Linked DNA regions of Neogale vison: region 1 is linked to region 2. Evidence: chromatin contacts called from public Hi-C data. All regions are on one chromosome and are shown on one strand. The core of a region is the stretch at or near the end of the contact, and the rest is flanking DNA. Distances in the headings are between cores, read along the strand shown.

The links. A called contact is a pair of places that touch in the nucleus more often than the background predicts.
Region 1: a contact with region 2 is called in a Hi-C map of muscle, with 2.5 times the contacts expected there. The contact joins the promoter of SNX27 here to the promoter of POGZ in region 2. A contact is called at or near these places in 2 of 3 Hi-C or Micro-C datasets (fibroblasts and muscle).

The regions. Positions count from the first base shown.
Region 1 is chr2:108,053,717-108,057,613 of ASM_NN_V1, reverse strand. It overlaps SNX27 (sorting nexin-27), which reads right to left and starts at 2,427. Exons shown (of 12, transcript XM_044239241.1): 1 at 2,057-2,427. The coding sequence starts at 2,367.
Region 2 is chr2:107,915,369-107,918,962 of ASM_NN_V1, reverse strand. It overlaps POGZ (pogo transposable element with ZNF domain), which reads left to right and starts at 1,530. Exons shown (of 19, transcript XM_044239226.1): 1 at 1,530-1,821.

The DNA.
Region 1 (3,897 bases), core at 1,178-3,677, 140 kb before region 2:
GCTGTAGTCATCTACAGAATTATTTTTGGTTTAGTTTTTTTTTTTTTAGTTCCTTTAGTTCTTATAAAGAGTAATGTAGAACTTTATGATAAATTTCTAATTTAAAATAAATACTTCAATTTTAAATTTAAAAATAAACACCTGGATCCAAAGTTAACTTCCAAAGGGAGAGGAAAATGACAATTACAAGAGCTTCTATCAGAAGGAAACATCAGCCACAGATTTTTAGTTATCTAGAAAGAATAGAATTAGATGCCCAGGTATGAAACAAATTTTGGTCACAACTCCATTCTATATCTGAATGCCCAGGCCCCCAAAGATTAAGAATGTATCACCAGAGAATAAGAAAAGAGCACATAGAACATTAATGGAAAAAGAAAATATAAATGGAAAGTTAAATAGCTCCAAACAATTATTTTGATGAGCTACTCTTTCTTCAGGTGGAAGGTAAGAGTAAACAGAATGAGTGAGTTCCACAGAGAAAGTGTGTAGAGGATAAGGGCAGGGGTGATGAGGTAAATAAAAAGGGAGGGACTCCTCAAATAGGCTAGATCCTCATGATACTAACCTCTTTGAAAACTTCGGCAAACCTACTGTTTTCCTACAGGAGAGACTGAAGGTTGTGGAAATTATAACTAAAATAACATTTATAAAAAATGAGAAAGACCTCATGAGGACAAATCCAAGCACTGAGGGAGAGGGCAAAAGTGTGGAAAAAATAAGGTTCAGTAAGAACACAAGAGATACAGGATTGAAGACTGCTGAGGAGAATGGAGGTAATGAGAGTCAACCAGCAATCACTATATAAATTTTAATACAAAGTATAAAGGCATCAAGGTAAAACCTGGATGAGAGTGATGGAGGAGGTCTGCACAGAAACACAGGAAGACAAGGCAGCAGAGCTCTGGGATGCAGTGCGAAGTAAGGTTGAAGGAGTATGAAGGTGGAGGGGCTGCAGTAGGAAGAGGATGGGTTGCAGCAGCAGCAAGAGCCTAAACTGAGAAGTGAAAGCAGCCTGGAGGAGATAAAGAATAGGATAAACTCAAGCGTGGGATCACAAGAGGATGTAGTAAGAGAGAATATAAAGGGCATGCCCCAATAAAGTAAGGAGGTCAAAGACCCGAAAGAGGAGCATAATTTGGGGGGAAGCAGGAATGAAGGAGAGCTCCACCATAATCCTGACTAAAAAGGAGTTTGGTGCAAAAATGAAGATCAGAAAAGGGGGGGGGCTCAGAATACGGATGCTCACAGAGGTACATGGAAATGGTAGACACTAGATTCGAAATGCTTGTGTGAGATGGGATATTCTTTACACAATAGTGTAAAGAAACTAGTGTCAGAGACACCCTCCTCCACCACCAAAACAAAAACAAAAACAAAGGCATGCAAGCAAGGATCAGAGAAGAAGGTACCCTCTTGGGAGTGTGAAATCAAAAGGGAGGGGGGGAAAGGGACACAAGGCAGGATAGAAAAAATGAGGGGGTGCTTAACCACGGGAGAGGGTAACTAAGGAAAGCAAAAGGAGTGCAGTAGAGGGATGATATTTCCGCAGGAAAAGTGGGAGCCGATCACAGGTTTGCCTACTTGGTCTAGAGGACAGAGGGACGGTCCATGAGGGTTGACCGCAGCGGCGAACAAAAACTACGATGCTTAAGATGAAAACTTGGGGAGTCAGAAAAGGAGATTCCGTCAGCAGGGGACAGAAGTCCATTATGAGGGCAGCGAGGGGAAGAGAGCGGCATACCCAGGGGTAAAGCAATGGGGCCGAAAAGAAGGCAGAAGAATGGGGGCAGGGGTAAAAACAGCGGGGGCGCAGGGACGTAGACTGGTTACAAGTAGGGAGGTGCGGGTTGCGAAAACCCTGGGAGCCGGGAGGTGAAAGGGTCAACCCCAAGGAGGTGCGGGGCCTGAGGGGAACGGAGTCCCTAGGGCCGGTTCCGGGGCTGGAGGGGGGAGGGGGGGACAGTGGGGCCTGAGCGCGACAGGGGTAGAGTGAGATGCAGGGACGGCCGGAGGGGGCGGGGCGGGGTGGGGCGGCGGGCGCCCAGATACTCACACCTCCAGGATGCGGTCCCCCTTGCGCACCCCGGCCCGGTCGGCCGCCCCCCCGGGCAGCACGGCGCTCACATGCTGCAGCGGCGCGTACAGCTCCCCGTTGATGCTCCGCAGTTGCCCGCCCTCGCTCACTTGGCCCCGCACGTTGAAGCCGTAGCCGGACTCGGACTTGACGATGCGCACGACCCGCGGGCCGCCGCCTCCCCCGCCGCCGTTCCCGGTGCAGTGGAGCCCGGACCCCCCACCGCCGCCGCCACCCCCGTTTCTGTGAGGGGCTGAGGGGTGAATCCCTTCCCCGTCCTCGTCCGCCATCTTGCGAGCGAGCGAGCCCTACCGCCGCCCCCCTACGCCTCCACTCCCTATTCGCGCGCGTTCGCTCTGTTCAGCAGCCGCGCGACCCCCCTACGCGCGCGCCCGCTCCGCCACCCGCGGGACCCGAGTCCGTCACAGAGCCGCCGGAGGGGGTAAAGGGGAGGCTGGGGGCGGGGGGAAACGGACGGTTAGGCCCGTGGCGCCTCCTGGGAGTTGTAGTTTCTGGACGGTGGGGGCGGGGGTGAGGGCAGGGCCCGGGGCGGAGCGGAGGTTATGTGTGACGTAGTTCGGGGACAAAGCCTGACGGGAGTTGTAGTTTGGGCGACTAACACTGCATCGAGTGCGGCGGACTGTTTCAACTGTTGACATGCGGTCAAGTTTTTTTCTTCTTTCATTTCAGAACTCATTTTGTAGCCTCTAAAGCAAAATATTAGGATAAACTGATGTTTGTGACTCGACAGCCTTAAGTTGCAACCTTAAATCATAACAACTCATTTGTTCAGTACCTTCTGTGTTAGCATACATTATTTTATTCCGTGGCCCCAACAACCTTGTGAGCTGAGTGGATCATGAATTCATTTCTGTATTTCACTTATTTGGAAACTGAACTGTAGAGAGCCCAAACTCATTCAGCTATTAGCTAACAGGAAATAAGACCCGGTTATTTTTTCGCAACTTTCACGTGTTGTAACTATATAAAAACTATACTCCAAGTATACAGAAAATGTATGCAGAGAAAACTACAGTCTCGGCGATTTAGAACTGGATATTAGAGGGGCTAAGTAATAATTTAAATTGGGCAATGATTTTGAAGTAATCCTTTATTTCTGATTTATTTTGTTTCCCCAAACAGCACTGTAGAATTCTTGGCCAATGGCCCAGTTGATGCTTTTCAGCTACCTACCCAAATGCACACTCACAGAGAGTGTGCAGAATGCCCAGCAAAGGCAAGAAAGAAGAGCAAGAGCCAAAATAATGAAAATAGTTTACTTAAGCACTTAGTACTCGAGTCTGGTATTTCAGTTTACCCTCCTGACTGATGTCTGTGACTCGACATAAGTTAGTCTGTTACTGTTTTTTTTTTTTTCTTAAAGATTTTATTTATTTATTTGACAGAGAGAGATCACAAGTAGGCAGAGAAGCAGGCAGAGAGAGAGAGAGGAGGAAGCAGGCTCCCTGCTGAGCAGAGAGCCCGATGTGGGACTCGATCCCAGGATCCCGAGATCATGACCCGAGCTGAAGGCAGCGGCTTAACCCACTGAGCCACTCAGGTGCCCAGTCTGTTACTGTTTTGTGGATGCTGACAAAAGACACAGAATTACTGGGTCGGAGACAAAGGGCTATTACCACACAGGAAGCAACATGAGCTTCAACAGTTGTGTCAATTCCTCTTCCCCCAGGTCTTACAAGGGCTCACATGAAGGCTGTGCACTTACTTGGTTGTGCACAACCAAGGAACACTGAGTTGGGGGAAAACTGCCTTTTCATAGGAAGCAATGACAAACCTGTTCTCTGTCCTGTAGGGAGACA
Region 2 (3,594 bases), core at 281-2,780:
GACCAGTGCTTGCATATAGCAAAGTACTCAATAAAAAATGTAGTGAAGAAGTGAATAGATACATGACACATTTTCAGCATGATACACTAATGGTTATTGGTCAACAGTGTGCCATACAGTCCGCTGGACTAGACCTCATTGGCAGAGAGGATGAGCTAGAATTTTCAGTATGGCCAAATACATTTCAACAAGAATATTTCAGAGGCAAATAATATTATAATGAAGTATAATTACTGCAGGAAAGCATAAAATAGGATTTGAGCTTCATGTAGAATTTTTCTTCCGGTGATTGATTCCATAATCCCATCATGGACTTTTCCAGATCAGGTCTGGAAAGGCTTCAGAAGCACTTTCAGAAGGATTAGTGTTTTTTTTTCCCAATCCAAATAATAAAGATCTTGCTAAAAATGACAAGCTGAAATAATTCACACATTCTTGGTATGAAATGAGATGAAGTGGAATGAAAATGGGTGGCATCATGTACACACACCTGCATGGGTGCACAATTTGTAATGCCTACTTCCATGGCCTATTTTTGGTCTGGTGGTTTAAATGGAATGTACATACATAAAAAAATGAATAAATATGGTTCTGAATCTCCCCAGACTTGCATGAAGTACTTCAATTTACATTTGGTTTGGAGCAAGTATTTGTGTATTGCTTGGAGAGCAACAATATACTCACATATCCAAGGAAAATATTACAATATTATCAACTCTAGAAGTAAAAAAGGACAAAATTTCTTAGCTACCTGGAAGTTACTTTTTGTTTGGGGAAGAATTACAGGAGGATGGTCTTGACTGGACCCATTGGTTTCTTTGGGCCAATCCATCTCAGCCTCAATTGGACCAAAAAGCACAGATGTGGAATCTACGTTTTCTTAGAATGGAGGATCTCTGCTGAGTCTATTGAAAATGGCTTCAAAGTAGTTTCCATACATGAATGACTTTGATAAACAATATATGCGATCTTTTTCCAGAATCCAGAAGCCCTCAGAATAAAAATGGATCTTAAAAGTTCTTTACTTAAGGCTAATGCCATAAGGCTACTTGGCTGAATGCCTCCTGAGGAAGAGTGTGTGCCATTTTGCTGCCTTTGTTCTAATGACAGTTGTTGGTGCCATTGGGCCTCACCATCTGGCCTGAGGTATGAGGTTCCCCTCTTGGTTAGGTTCAAGCCTTGGCTGGAAAGTGAGGAGATTCCCAAAATTTACTTGGAAAGTGAGGCAAGTGATTTGGGCAATCTTTTCTTTGGAAATGCCATTTTTCTCACCAAAATTTATATGTTGCTTCTGAAGCTAATTATTCTTTATTTCATTAAAAAAAAAAAAAAAAAGTATTTATTTATTTATTTATTTGCAGGCCCAGACAAACTTGACTAGAAAGAAGCCCAGGCAGGAGTTAGGATGAGCCCATGACGTGCCACACGCTCCAACCAATTGAAAGGCCACGAGAGGGGGAGGGCGGAAGTGACGAGACGTATCCCTCCGCGGGGCGAGAGGGTCGGTGGGGGGAGTCGGCGTTTCTCTCCCCCGCGCCAGCTCCCGTACACGGAGCCGCATTCCTTGGCCCCCCCACCCCCTCCCTCGGGGCCCCCCCGCCCCCCTCGGGAAAAAAAATCCACCCCAAATCACTCGAACCCGAGGGAGGTTTCTTTCACCCTCGGGGAGACGAGCTCTCAACGGTTCCCTCTCAGCCGTCTCCCCCAAGCCCCCGTCCCCTCCCCTGCTCCCACCCCCTTCTCCCGGCGCCGGGTGCAAGGTCCCTTTAAGGCGACGGCGCCTTCTTCGGGTCAGACTACCGGCGGCGACGACCACGGGAGGTGAGTGAGCGAGCGGGCGAGACTTCTCTCTCCCCACCCCCTTCTCCCGAGGGTTCCGTTATCTTTTCGCTAGGCGAGGCGCTCCGAGGCGAGACAATGAGAGGGGGATGGGGCGGGTGCGCGAGGGGTGGGGGCGGGGGCCCGGTGGCGCGCGCCCCCGCCCCCCCGCAAGTGGCGGTGCGGCTCGCGGTGGCGGCGGGCGTGGGGCGCGGCGCGCGAGCGCGAGTGTGAGTGCGTGCGCCCCGGGAGCCGCGGTAGCCGCGCGGCGGGTCGGGCCGGGCAGCCCCTACTTGCCTGCCGGCCGCCCGCCCCCGCCCCCCGGCGTCCGGCACGGCGCGCGCGCGCGCGCACTCGCGCCCCACGGCCCCGCACACACCCGACGTCCACACGCACGCCCGGCGCGAGGCGTCTCGAAGGAGTGGGCGGGCGCGGGCGCAGGCGGCGGCCCGCGAGGAAGGGGGCGGGGGCGCGGGCGGCTGTGAGACTGCAGGGCGCGACGGGAGGGGCGGGCGAGGGGGCGAGGGGGCGAGGCCGCGGCGAGGTGACGTCCCGGGGTGGGGGGTAGTGCTCGGTTCTCCCGCCGCGCCCCCGCCGGCGAAGGAGTGGGGCGGCCTTTTTGAGCGCGAGGAGGAAAATGAGTGATCGCTGTGCCGCTCCCTTGTGTTATGTAATCTCAGCTCGGTTCAGTAGTACATCTTAAGCCTTAGTGCACTGCGGTTAGTTTACAAAGTCTTCTTCCTTGGTCCTAAAATTTCTTTGGGTTGGCGCCGTGATTTATAAGATGGGATGAGGCGGAAAAATCTTTTATTTTCTGATGATTATATCCTGCCGCGGTGGGCGCCATGTTTATCCAAGGGACTATTTTTTCTAGATTCTCAGCACCTACTGGAAAGGAGTGGTGTCGTTGATCCACCTGCTTTTCCTTCCTTTCTGCGAGTTGCCCTGATTTCCTCTCCCATCAGACGCGGAGTTATTAACAGGACATAACTGGACGTATCTCTGCTCACTTTTTTTTGGACGTTCTCAGCTCAGAAAAAGGTAGAGCTGAGAAGAGTCATGGAAGTCAATTAACCCAGTCTCGTTTTCGAAATGGAAATTGGGAAAGAGTTCTACCATCTCAGAACAACTGCCTTCTTGTTGCAGATTGTAAACTAGTCTGCAACACTCTTTTTTAGACACCTCCCACCGCAGCTCAAAACCCCAGAGAAATGGTTTTACTTTCAAAGGATTTTCCCTTCTAGAGGGAGGGGAAATGGCAGGGGCAGACAGGGCTGCTTCCTGATGAACGACGTTGAATTTCCAGACCCTGAGCTGCTCTTGGGACTGGGAGTTGGACTCTGAATTCGAACTAGGTCGCACAATCTTTAACTTTGGGATACTTATAAAGTTCCTTGGAGATTGCTGAAAGAGCTCCTTGGGGGCCCTCATCCCCAAGTCTCTTTGGGAGACTCTTAGGCAGTGCCATCTTTTTTACATTTTTAACTTGCAGCCCTTTGGCTGAGGTAACCACCCCATTAGAATTATTGGTTTAGTGTAAAAGTGCTCAGTATATAATATTAAAACAATTAAATGACAATTTACGTCCTTAATTTCCTTCCCCGTAAAGTATCGTTATAACAGTCATGGTGGTGGTGTATCTCAAACTAAAAGAACAGATGGAGATTCTTGGGATGAACAGGATTTTGTTTGTTTCCACCCCCACCTAGATTTTGGTGGTATAATCTAGGAAAGCAAGGTTTTGTTTTGTTTGTTTGTTTTAGATTTATTTGAGAA